Regions from separate parts of the Anser cygnoides genome. Here region 2 is linked to region 1. A link is a contact called in public Hi-C data. All regions are on one chromosome and are shown on one strand. The core of a region is the stretch at or near the end of the contact, and the rest is flanking DNA. Distances in the headings are between cores, read along the strand shown.

Evidence for each region. A called contact is a pair of places that touch in the nucleus more often than the background predicts.
Region 2: a Hi-C map of liver shows a contact between it and region 1, with 5 times the contacts expected there. The contact joins two enhancer-like sites. A contact is called at or near these places in 2 of 7 Hi-C or Micro-C datasets (both in liver).

Annotation. Positions count from the first base shown.
Region 1 is chr3:33,990,226-33,996,507 of Taihu_goose_T2T_genome, forward strand. No RefSeq gene overlaps it. Among named protein-coding and RNA genes, the nearest start is that of TMEM63B, 62 kb to the left of the region's middle. Within about 2 kb of position 2,401, at least 1 of the 3 cell types and tissues checked has open chromatin away from gene starts, as enhancers often do. A contact at or near this core is called in liver, where this site is marked.
Region 2 is chr3:34,170,407-34,176,688 of Taihu_goose_T2T_genome, forward strand. All of the region lies in intron 2 of LOC106029742 (a long non-coding RNA gene), which reads right to left. Among named protein-coding and RNA genes, the nearest start is that of VEGFA, 88 kb to the right of the region's middle. Within about 2 kb of position 2,990, at least 1 of the 3 cell types and tissues checked has open chromatin away from gene starts, as enhancers often do. A contact at or near this core is called in liver, where this site is marked.

The DNA of each region.
Region 1 (6,282 bases), core at 1,151-3,650:
AGACGGGCTGCGACTACGGCTCAGAGAAAGCCACAGGAAAATAGCACCTGATTTACAAAGCCAAGCTTTCAGCCTCTCTGGGGTCCCCAGATGGGCGGGAGGTGACAACCCTGAGCAGCCCCCGTGGCTGCTGACCCTCCCAGGCCAGCTCAATGCACAGTCCGTAGAGATCCTGGATCCTAAGGAAGGCGTCAGGGCCGAAAGGGGGCAAGTGTGGAGCAAGCACATCTCCTCCCTTCACCCTCCATCACGGGTGTCCGATCCAGCTAAGCAGCTCAGTCAATGGGCAGCCAAAGACAGGCCCCGGAGCAGGATAGCTCATACCCTTCTGACACATATGGTCATTATTTACAGCGATCCTGTGCCTTGCTGACTGCATGAAAAATTACAGAAGTTGGCTTGATGGTACAGAGCTAACTTAAGGCAGACAGCATGCCCCCCTTCCCCTTAGAGGGAAACTCACTGAAATCCCCAGGCCGGCTCTCAGAAGCCAGCAATAAGAATGGGAACAAAAATTGCATAACTTAGTGCTATTTGCAATGGCCCTGTGCCTTCTAGCTATCCAGGCCCCTTCTGAGTATTGCTAAGTTCATGGCTGGTGCTAAAATGTATGTTATTCCACTGGAATTCCCCACCCTTGAACTTCTCCTCCGCTGCTTTTGTGGCCACGAGGGAAAGGGCAGGTGTTGCCAGCTGCCCCCCTTGAGACCATCAGCACACTCGTATCGAGCCTCTCTTGCTCTTCTTCCTTCTGAGGCAATGTATCCCAGCATTTTTGGGGTATTGTCAGACAGAAGCTAGCCCCCAGCTGTCCTCGCTGCCTTATCTCGTACGGGACTGGCGGCCGGGGCTGCATGCTGGGTGATGCACAAGTGTTGGGACCACAGCAGTGTGCTTTCCCAGGCCCTTTTACGTGGTGTCCACCTCCATCCTAAGCATTTCTACAGATCTCTTGGAGCCCTGGAAAGCCCACAAGCCACAGGGCTCCAGGTTGCATTAACTTGTATTCACCACCCTGGGCTTCCTCCTGCAACTGGGATCTTCACTGAGCATCTGAGGGGTGTCTCCCCAGGCTTCCTCAAGTCCCTTCACGTCCAGCAGGCACTTGCATCACTTTTACCTCCTTATACATCTTCCTTAACTCACTGCACATCCTTCTTGTATTGTTGTATCTTCTTTTCTAGATCATTTAAGGAACCAGCACGTGGTACCTGCTGGCTCCGACAAGGCAGTTTTGACGGGGAGGAAAGTGGAAAGTAAGTGGTGGGTAAGTGTTATTGTGTCTGGGCGAGAGTGTGTCAGGCTCCAGATCCAGGATATCTGGGATTGCTGCATAAAGCAAGGGATCTCAAGAGGCTAAAAATACAAACTTGCCACCAAATGCGACAGCACAGCTCTGCAGCAGAATCGCCTGGGCAGTGGGTGAAGAGAAATCCTGACAGCCCCAAGTGCTCCCAGAGGCTGCCTTTGACTTCAGGGCCTGACAAGGGGATTTGAAGAACAGGACACACACCATTCTTGCAGGGGAACTTTTCTTGAGCCTACTGACTCTTTTTCTAGGCCAGCCTGTGGCAGCAAAAAACTCCTTCTGACTTGTGAGCCTGTGCTAGCAGCCCTTCTGCTTTACATCAGGACTGAACCACCTGGTATTTTCTCTGTGGGATGAGAGAACATTAGAGAGGTTGTGTTAAAGCCCAGGACCCATCTGACTGTGGATAAAAGAAAAGAAAAAAAAAACAACAACAACAAACAAAAACAAGCAACCAATCAAAACAAAAACAAAAACAAAAACAAACAGAAGACAAATGAAAAAAATGAGGGGAGAGCCATCACACCGCATGGACATTGCTGGTAAAAACCTCCCTCCAGCTTTCAGTTAAGGTCAGCTGAACTGAAGCACTTGCTTGGAAATATGCGTAAGCAATTCTCTGGGCAAGAGCTCTGGAGCAGGCTCGGGCAAGGCCTGGTGGGACAAACGTGACTGCAGTCAGAAAGCACTCTCCTTTTTCCCCGGGATGCAAACTCACTAACCCCTGTGGGATGGTGGACACAGCATGAGCAATGAGAGCAAGGATTGCACAACACGCTATGCTAGAAACCAGGCTTGACGTTCAGCCAGTGTAAATTTAAACCAAGTGCTATATTGGGTCAGATCAAAAGTCCACCTAGTTCGTCCTCCTGACTTGGAGAGCAACTAAAAGCCTGACTTCAGGGGTACAGCATAAAAACCATACCTCAGCGGGGTGATCTTTCCTCCTGTGGACCCTCTTGGCTTCTGCCAGCGAGCATGGCAGACATGTCCAGAGATGGAGTTTTGGCTAGACCGTTGTATTTAACAACAAGAGGCTTCTCCAGAAATTTGCCTGGAGCCTTGTTGGGACCTCTTTGGGTGTTTGCCTCCCACGATATCCCGCAGTGATGGGTTCCACGGGGTGGTCATGGGGTGGCCGTGCACCGCGCAAGAGGAGGTGGTGTTACGGAGTGGATGGAGGCCAAGTGAATGCACACTGCACAAACCCCAGCATACACACAAATGAAGACTACGAATTTTCTGTGCTTGTGAAGAAATCCTGCAGGCATAACGTAAAGAAGAAGCCGAGGAAGTCCAAGTTTGAAACCGGTTGCTGGTCATTACTGCATGAAGGACAACTTCACGGGAATTCTGCAAAGTAATTTTAATTGTGATGCTTTGAAAACGTTGTGTAAATAAAGTCTCTGTGATACATATGTTGCAAGTTATTATGAAGCCGTAAAAGAGCTAGGAAAGGAGAAACCGAAACACAAAATGTTCTGTGACGCCAGAACACTCTTCTGGCGAGTATCAGTTTGCAAACCGCAGTGTAAGTTTATGCCCACAATTCAATTGACCTCCTGAAAGCAAAGGTAAACAGGAATAGAAGGGCAGGCGTCTGCGGTTCCCTCTCTCCTCTAGAGAAATTTATTCTCTGTTGAGCTCTGCCCTGTTTTGCTGGTGTTCCCTCAGCCTCTGAGCAGCTGAAACAAAACCAGCCAGAGAGCTCCTTCCTTAGGTGTGCAGGGAACGGGGCCTGTGAGACACACTTTGCAGCTTTGAGAGCAACCACATGGCTCCCAGATCTAGGGAGGGAACCCTACACCCACCCCAAAAACCACACAAACCAAAGAAAAAGTTGGTTAAGGAAGCAGCCTGCCCTGAAAGGCTGCACTTTGTGCTGGGAAGGGTCTGAACCGAACCTTAGCTGGCCCTTGGGCTCTTTTGGCGTATGCTGCACACTTGGTCCAGTTGAAAAGCTTAGGGAAATCAGAGAGGCAGGAGCTTCCCACAGGTCAGGCACAGGGTTGGGGCTCAGGAGTTTTCAGTTTTGCACTTGAATAGGCTGGATTTGAAGCACAGAATTGGAGAAGCCACTTTACTTGTGCCTCCAGTCACATCATACATGCCAGGGCGTGCGGGGGGCTTCCTCTCGTGGGACCCTGCGTGAACAGGAAAGCTTTGAGCCAGGGATTGCTTCCTACCCCAAGTGTGCAGCACGGCGAGTCCCTAGCCTCCCTCACCCTTAAGACAGCTGTGATGCAAACGGTCAGTCATCAGAGGATTGGTTTTTCCCAACCGTGAATTCAATTTTCAACCGGGCATCGTATTCTCTGCAGCTGATGAACATTTCTGGAGGAAGATTTGCGACCCCGGCAAGTGATTCGGGTTCGTGCCCTGTTCAGCAATTAAATTCACTTCTGGGTTGAGGAGGGAACGGGTGCTCTAGGGTGGTCCACCAAATCCAGAGCTGCACTACACAACTGAAGACACAGCTGGAACAAAGGATTTCACAACGAGACTTTTACAGCTAAGGCATTTGGGATCTTTTGATCTGGACTCGGTACCCGGCCACAGATCTGCAGCAAGAGCAGAGGCTCTCAGGTTCCTCGTCTGTACAAGGGGATGCTCCAGCCCCTCTTTACAGGAGGGTTGCACACAGATGCAAAGCTACCCAACGGGCTGGTGGAGCCTCCAGCAGAAAACTCAAAGACAAATAATCTGTTTGAAAAGGGGACGTGAGTCAATGAAGAGTTTTTATTATTTCGAGTGAATATTTGGTGTGTATTTATTTGCAGTTCCCTCTTCTACCCTCCCCTTTTATACTTTAAAGCAATTCAGAAACAAACTAAAGTTATGTTTCACATCAGCTCCTTCACGTTTGGGATCAAGTAACTTTTTTTCCTCCTTCAGCTGTTGAAGGAAGCTGATGGCTGGGAACTGCCAACAGAGGGGATTAGCATCTGCTGAACGCTGCCAGCTCCTAGGACTGATCCAACGCCAGGCAGTGCCCGTGATGGCTCTCAGCTCGCGGCTTCTCCCCCCGTCATTGTTCCCCTCCCAGCCTTCTCTGATGGCCACCCAGCTGTTCTCTCACTCCAGCCCTCAGATTTACAGTCTGTCACAGCTCACAGCTGCGAGCAGGGCTTGAGCAGGGCTGGCCTGCTGTGGTTGGAAGGACTGGCCCTCGTTTCTGGCGCTGCCACCTTGCCTTCCAAAAAATCCCAGTGCTCAGAAGAGACAACAAAACCACACAGTGAAGTCTTCAAGCAGATGGGTCCCAAGGCAGCGGGTCTGCCCAGGCGTGCAAACAGCTGGATGCAGGGGCACCACGAAACACAGTCACTTCTCAGATGTTCCAGAGGGCTCTGAACTTTTGTAGTCTGGAGGCGGCACTGGAAGGTCGGCATGGCCAGCTGCTTCACAGCTGCTCCAGACGTATGGGAAGAGGGGCGCAGCAAAGGTTTGCTACATCACCTTTCAGCCATCGGAGGAGGACACAGTCATTTGTCAGCTCAGTCCTCAGCCCTGGGACCACTCTCCAGACCACTGCCTTCTAATGCTGATTCTTCTCCCCAGCTGCCAGGGGCTTGCTCACCGGAGATGCTCTGGCATATCTGTCCTGGTTTCAAATCCCCTCTCGCCACCCCATGTCAGTGCTCTCACACTGCTGTGCGCCCACCTTGCTGCACCTACGTGCTGCTGGAGAAACCCTCTCCCCAGCCCCTCGTCTCAGTTTTCCAGGTCTCTCTCTCTCTCGGGAGCAGGCTCGTAGACTTACTGCAGACTCCCAGACGTACTGCCAAGCTCAGCATAAGGCTTGCAGTTCCCCCTTTCCCAGCTGCAGGGTCATGCCAAGCTCTAGTCACTGCCTGGGGAAAGGGTGATCCTCTGTAGTCATTCCCCTCCCCTCCACCCAAATGCTGGGAGCTGCTTTGGCTCTTTCTGTGCTTTTATCCCTCACACCAAGAAAATTAGCCACTAATGAAAAACATTTGGCTTGTGAGTTCTCACTGCTCTTTCATATCAAGGTCGCCTAAAACTGCTCCACTAGCCCAGAGACATGGAAAGTGCTGGCTTTATAGCTTCTGCTCCTCAGCTCTGAAAGCTTTAAGCTTCACAGCCAGCCCAGACTGCTGTTTCCCCTCTATTCCAACCACAAGTCTGCTGGCCACTTCTGCACAGAGATGTTGCAGCTGGCTGGGACTCTCCTGAACAGGCTCTCACACCAGCGGAGCTTTGCCAGCCCCTAAATTCACCAGGCTTTTCTTCCACTCCCCGGAGCACCTAGGGGCATCTCCCATTTCTGAGCTCCCTCCCCAGGCAGACAATCCTAAAATTCCTTACAATTAAGAAGCCAGTTAAGTAATTGCAGCAATTGCACGGTTACAGCATCTGTCGTCCCTAAGGATGCCAGGCACTTCTCAAATGTGCTGTGATGCAGAAATGCAGCCATCTCTGGAGAGCTGGTGCCCAGGTGGGACCCACCTCGTGTCTAGCAACGGTGCGTGGTGTTTCCTTCCGGGAGCCCAGGCTGTGTCCCCACAATGCTGAGTGGCACAGGGGGGTCTTTATTTTCCTTTTGGAGATGGGGGAAAGCTGGGGCTGCTTGTGCTGAGCTGAACAATTGTGTGATGTGTATGGGATGCTACAGTGCCAGAGTGGAAACTGTGCTTGAAGTCAGATATTTGCAATGAGCAAGACCAAGAGCATGGGACACAAACCATGGATAGCCCCAGGACCAAGGAGCTTGGAGCCCAGGAAAGCTTGGAGGCATGGCTGGTGGGAAAGAGGGAAGCTGACACCACTCCCTCGGGTTGCACCAAAGGCCTTCACAGAAGGGTGCAGGCAGGGATCGTTTGTTCAGTGCCTGGGAGCACTTTCATGCTGCAGGGGGAGACCCCCCCTGGGCTGCAGATGGCCTGGTTCAACCCCCGGGGTGCATCCAAGAGGAGAAGAACTTCTCCCTCCCAGCAGAGCATCCTCCTCTC
Region 2 (6,282 bases), core at 1,740-4,239, 180 kb after region 1:
GGATGACTGGTGGAAAGGCGCCCGCTGTCCTCTGACACATTCGTGATGTAACAGCAGCAGCTACACCACGGGGCTTTTCTCGCTCCGTCATTGTGCTTCTTCAGCAAATTTGCTGGTATGCTGAATTTAGAAAAGCCCTCTTTAAAAAGAGAAAGAGGGAGACATTGTTTCACTAGAGATGGTCCCACCTAACACTGAAATTGCTTAACATTTCTTATTAAAGGCAGTTTTCAGTTACTTATAACTTTGTCACATTAACCATCTGCCTGACAATTCTCCATGCTGGGTGTCTGCCTCAAGCTGAATTTGTTTTGTTCATTTGTTTTTGCATTTCTGCCTAAGTGGTGTGGTTGTTTCTGAGAACAAGAAGAAAAATGCATTGTTTCCTTCATGGTGAAACAGTCTTAATGATTTGTGACTCCCATGATTCAGAGCAGGCACATGAATACTGGGCTGCCCTCATCTCAAGGATGTGCTTCAGGCAGCCTCCTTAAACCTACCCCTGCATGGCCACCTTATGAGCCTCAGAAAAGCCAATGTTTGCATTTTGTGAGCAGAAGAAGCAAGACAAGCACTGGTTTTCCCTGAAGGTTTCCTGGATATCTCTTCTGGGTCTGTGTCTCATCTTGCCCAGCTCTGTGCCACCACGCAGGAGATGCAGTTGCACCCATGTGCCCCTGCACAGGGACATGAGGACTGAGGGGAATTGCTTCATCCACCCCTGCTACTGAGTCCTCCGGCTGTGAGAAGCCTGGACCTACTCTGCCTTCCAGGAAAGAGAGGTAAGCAGAGATGCAAACTGGAAGGAGCTGGGGGCTATGAGTGGAAAAAAGCATGAGGCACTAGCCAGAGATGAGTGATGGGGTGGTGTGAGTGAGAGAAGGGGTAAGACGAGGAAGGGAGCACCGTGGTGTACAGGGGAATATCGCTCAGGATCTAAGTGATAGAGAAGGTGCATTCAAGCCATAGAAAATTCTCCTTTGGGGAGTCTCAATGCCCGTTGGCTGCCCAGGCTCTGAGAACAAGCCCAGTGTGCTCCTGTCTCTACTGCTCTCCCGTCATCTCTGGTGGCAGAGGGCAGTGGATCTCCAGGTCCCCTTCCCGTGGTGACCAATGCCAAGGTCAGCACGTCTCCACACTGTGCACTCTCTGACGGGTAAGAAAGAAAGCACTGAAACTTTGTAGTGATTCCCCCAGTAAGCCAAGGCTTACACATGGAAAACTATGCTAAAACTGCACTACGACTGCACAGTGCAGTGAGGAAATACAGGTCCGGAGATTTGCCATACAACATTAATTTCTCCCCTTTGTGCCTCTGCTTTATAGTACAGTCCTTAATGGCGTGATCACGTACAGTTTTGTTGGATTTTTCCCAGAGGACCCCTGCATCCTTTACTGCCAAGCTGAGGGGTGTGTAGGAAGTTAGGAAAGGGATTGGAGGCGGACATGATCTGGTCATTAATTCAGCTAGGCCTGCTCCTTTCACTGAGTCCCTGTGTGTTACTGGCAAGTCACTTAAATAAGCATTTTCACAGTTGGCTGCTACCTCCCGCTCTGTTTGCCAAGCTATGGACACCTGGGGCCAGACTGGCAAAAGTGCTGAGCGATCTCCATTGCAAGCGAGGTTGCTGGGAGCTGTGCCTTCAACACCAAATTATGGGAGTCCCTGGCACTAGAGGTTCAAGAAATCCTGGCCACTCCTGGCAAAAATCCTGGCAGAAATTCTCTCCCCCACACTCCCCCTCTCTTCAGTCAGGGATGTGTTTTGCCTCCCAAGATAGTTCGTATCAGGCCATCACACATTTGCCTGTGATTCCCTCTCCATTTCAGGTGGCTTTAGTATCAAAACTTTCTAACAAGGGTATCCTAGGTCCTGCTTAGATCATCTTTCTTCTATCCTCCTAGCGCCATGTCCTGCCCAAAGATGTTCTCCAGTGCTCATTTCATTTGTTCATGAGCCTTTTACAATATTAGACTTTCTCGTCCACACACCATTCTCCCTCCCCACTCTCCCTCTGATCCCCTCAATAATTTTCTTTTTTTTCCTTGTCCTTTTCTCTCAGTAAGTGCTCAGCTCTCATATTCACAGAACACAATTGGTTTTGTTATATATCTGCAGTTTTGTCTTTCACAATAGTTGCTTGGAGGGTAAATTCTCTGCAGATTTAAATAACATGCCAATGTCTAAACATATACAACACTGAAAAAAAAAAAAAAAAAAAGCAAACTCATGTAGCTGTAAATCAAACAGCCAGACAGAGTTAGTGGTCCCATCTCTAAACTCTCTGTCTTCATTCCACTTTAGTAAGATGGAAGTGGTGCTAGCTCCTTCCTCTTTTCGCAAGGTCTGCAGTAAGGGGAAATGTCTTCATGTTTGTGAACTGCTCAGATTTGGAGTGAAAGTGTCACAGAAAAACCCATGAGGAAATGTAATCCGTTTGCACTCTATGCAAAGCTTAAGTGGTGTTTAGTAAACAAGGTCTGAGGTCAAGTGATGAGGGTAAGAAAAAATTCTGAATAGTTACCCAGTGAGTTCAGTGATGATCTACCCCATACAGTGACCATTCTGTGACTGTAACACAATGCAGATTCATATAGAAGGCTGAATTGCATGAAGAATCATGATTTTGCATGAACAATCATGATTTTAGCACTTCCCATTTCTGAGCATTTCATGTTTCCAGCCACAGTGTTTTTTTAATGTCATTTTTAAGAGGTAATAAGGACACTGAGAATACAGAAACGAGTGTCTATCTATCTGAAATACTCTGCAGTTAACATATTTAGAAAGGCAGAACTTGGTTATCCACCTGTCCTCTGTGACAATACAGAATTGAACTTTATGAGATACATGCCACGTTACCTCCTCTGAAAGCTTCAGGCAAAGATCTGGAGGAAATGTTCATATTCTTGTGCACTTATTTGTTTAACCTTTTCCCCACGATATTCAGGTTAAATTTTCCCTTAACCCCATTCCTCCTCCCCCCCTTAAACCTTTACAAACAGGCAAGCACCATGTTAAAGATTCTTTGTCCTGGCTGCTCAGAAACCAGTAAGTGCAAGCAGGTATTAACATGCACCCATAAACACAGTCAGCCAATACAGAGCCAAACCAAGCAGGTTTGGGGCATTGTCCCATTGCAGTCTTCAAAAACCTGGACATGGCTGATCCCTCCAGGCCCTCAGTCCCTGCTGTCACTTTGCTGGAACACCATCCAGGTTATCACTGCCTCCCTGGCCTGGTATGCTACAGATTTCGGATCAAGATTGTAACTTCCTGGTTGTGTTTTGCGCGCGCTTTGTGCCAGCGAGACCAAACTCCACTGACCGTCCTTGTAGCCATACTGCATGCCAAGATCTTATCACATCTGTTCCACGTATCGGCCCACCTCCTGCCTTCCATTTCTTGAGCCCCACATCTGGCTTTCACCAACACACTCACAAGTTCTCTCACTATCACCTGCCAAAGGTTTCCTGCCTTCTCATAGGCTGTGTGTTTTGGGTTGATTAACAGGTGTTTGCTTTCTGTTTGTTTGGTTTTTATCCCCTAGATGAAAATGTTATTTTTTTGCCTGGCTCTCTGCTCCTCCAAAGTCACATTGTATTTGTTCTCTGCCTAAACTTGCTCTTGCAATTCAGCACAGTTAAGTAGCATTCGTTAATGCCATTAATGGGCTTTTAACTCCCCGCAACCCGATTAATAGTGGAGATATTAAGTACACCCAGAAGTAATGTTTACAAAAGCACCCATGTGATTTAGAAGCATGAGTCCTGTCAAATGTCTCCGCGTCAGCTTTGCCTTTGAAAGTGAACTTCACAGTCTGGCATGGACCCAGAGAGGTGGGAGCACCGGAGCAGGCTCATTTTTTTGGGTGCCCTTTTTTTATTTATTTATTGCAAGCCTATCCCTCTATAGTGTGACATTGGGGTTAGCATCAAATCAAAGTTGATTTGCGTACTTCGAGATTTTTTTCTTCCCTCCCTAACTGCTGGCAGTTTTTACAGGATCTTGTTTTCTGCCTTACTTCCTGCTCAGCCACTCGTTTTGCCCTTGTGTTTTTAAGAAAGCAATGGGGACTCTCTGTCACTTCAGGCTCTGTCTCCTTTATGTGGGGATAAAGTCTCCAGTATTACTTGTTTTTTTCAACCTCTATTTGTAAAATCCTTTCATCTTTCCTTGGCAGCAAGAACTCCCTTCGCATTCCTCTTGCATGCACCCTTTCCCTGCAGCAGGTAATGGCTGAGCATTCAGATTTGGTTGCTTTCCCTGCAGCAAAGGATATTAACATATCTAAATAAATACACCTGTTTATGCAGGAGCCAGACAGGCATCCACAACAGACAAGGCTTGCTCTGTCCTCTGAATGCTCCTCTCTCTAGTAAGCCTCACAAATGCCTTATCTCAACTGAGCCACCCTCAGTTTGCTTTCAGACCCCTGTATGGACCAGTCCCAGTTCTGAGAGAAGAACAAGACGACACCTAGCTTCCTTCTTGGGCTCCTCCTACAGGAAGGGATTGTTTACACCTTGATGCATACGAATAATTTCCCAGAACAGTGGGTAGCTACGTGGTGCTAATTCATCACAGCAGGAGCCACGCAGCTCTATCTTACTCACTACCCGAAAGCACTGAATCTCCAGGGTCCCATAGTCTGCTCCAGCTGTGATTTGTCCCAAACAACCATCAGAGCATGGCAGCCTACCTTTCCAACCCATCTCCACAGAATTAAACTGCTGCACAGCTCCCCATTGGCATTCCCCAACCTCCACTGAGCACGGACCACCCTTAAGAACAAACACAACTATTGCATCCTTCCCCTTGTTGATGCAGAAGAGCAAAGATCTCCTGCAGAAACTTGCCCAATTGCATTCATCACCTGAACTAGAGGTATGGGGCTAGTGGGCCATCCGCTTACTGACACACAGAGCCAGTTCCCATACCAGCTCTGAACAGCCAACAAGTCTTGCTCCAGGTGCTGTGTTAAGCCTGAATGGCATTCAATAGTGATTCAGCAGAGATTTGATGGCTTCTGACTGCTGCTTTCTTGCTGTTTTCATGGCAAAAGAATGCCATCTATCATCATTCAGGGGCCTTGCCCATGCTGACTTGCTCTGAGGTTTGATACTGGACACAAACTGAATGTTCAGGGGATGCTTGTGTTGTGCTAGTTATGCACGTGCTTTCAGATCCTTATGCAGCAGGAAGGATGTGGTTCCCTTACTGCAGGCAAATGTGTGATGTCCTAGCAGAGCTGCTTCCCTCTCCCACAGACAGCTTTTAGTCACCAGGATGTTTGCAAAGACTGAGGTACAGGAATGAAAGGCAATGAACATCCAAAGTTTCTCCATGGATAGGGGGAAGGATGGGACATGACTAGACAGTGCAGCAGTTCTCTGCCTTTCCGTATAATGTATAACCAGATGTTACAGAAATATGCTATCCTGACCCTGAAGGAAAAGGTAAGGAAAAATATGTTACGTGCACATCCATTTTCAATCCACTTTGGAGAACCAAAGGCAGAGATATTTTTGAGCTGTACTAACAGGTCACAGCCCTTTAACTCAGATGACTGAAACAAGCAAGAAGCTATTCCTATATCCTGGTGCATGATGCCCTGGTATTGACCTTGCTGAAATGCAACTTGTCCAAAAAAACTGAGGTTGCAACAAGTAGCAGTGGGGTCCTTATAGGCGTTGTGGAGTGCTGGAGTGGAGTCCAATATTCTATCAGAGAAGCCTTTGGTGTGCCACACATTGATTCCCATGTAGGATATTCCCACCACAGAAGCTGGGATCACTACGAGCTCCAAATGAAAGCAGAGAGTTGACTTTCAACAGGAGCTACTCCTTTATGGCTGTACTTGGGCACTGAAAGCTCAGCAATGAATGAACTGAAACACCTTTCTTTAATATTTAGTAGTCACAATATTTTCCCATCATTTGTTCACACAGATGGCAGGGACAGTCTTGTTAATAAATATATTTTATATAGCTAAAGCCCAGCATGGGGGGGACTGATCTGTCTCAGATCAGGACCCTCTAGGCGCAATGTGGTTATGAGCACTCTCAGGCACAGTTTTGCAGTAACTTGGCACTACCTCCTGTGGCCCTGCAGAGGGGGAAACCATTTCAGTGTATCCTGCTTGGTGGAAATTTAATGTGTTCAAAGAAGCCTGCAGGAACGGTGATCTGGAGTGGCCTGTTAGGATGCGGTTGGAGGACAGAATTAGACCTATACCCGTCTCACAGCAGCTGCCTGACAGAGAGGGGCAAGGGTTAGCC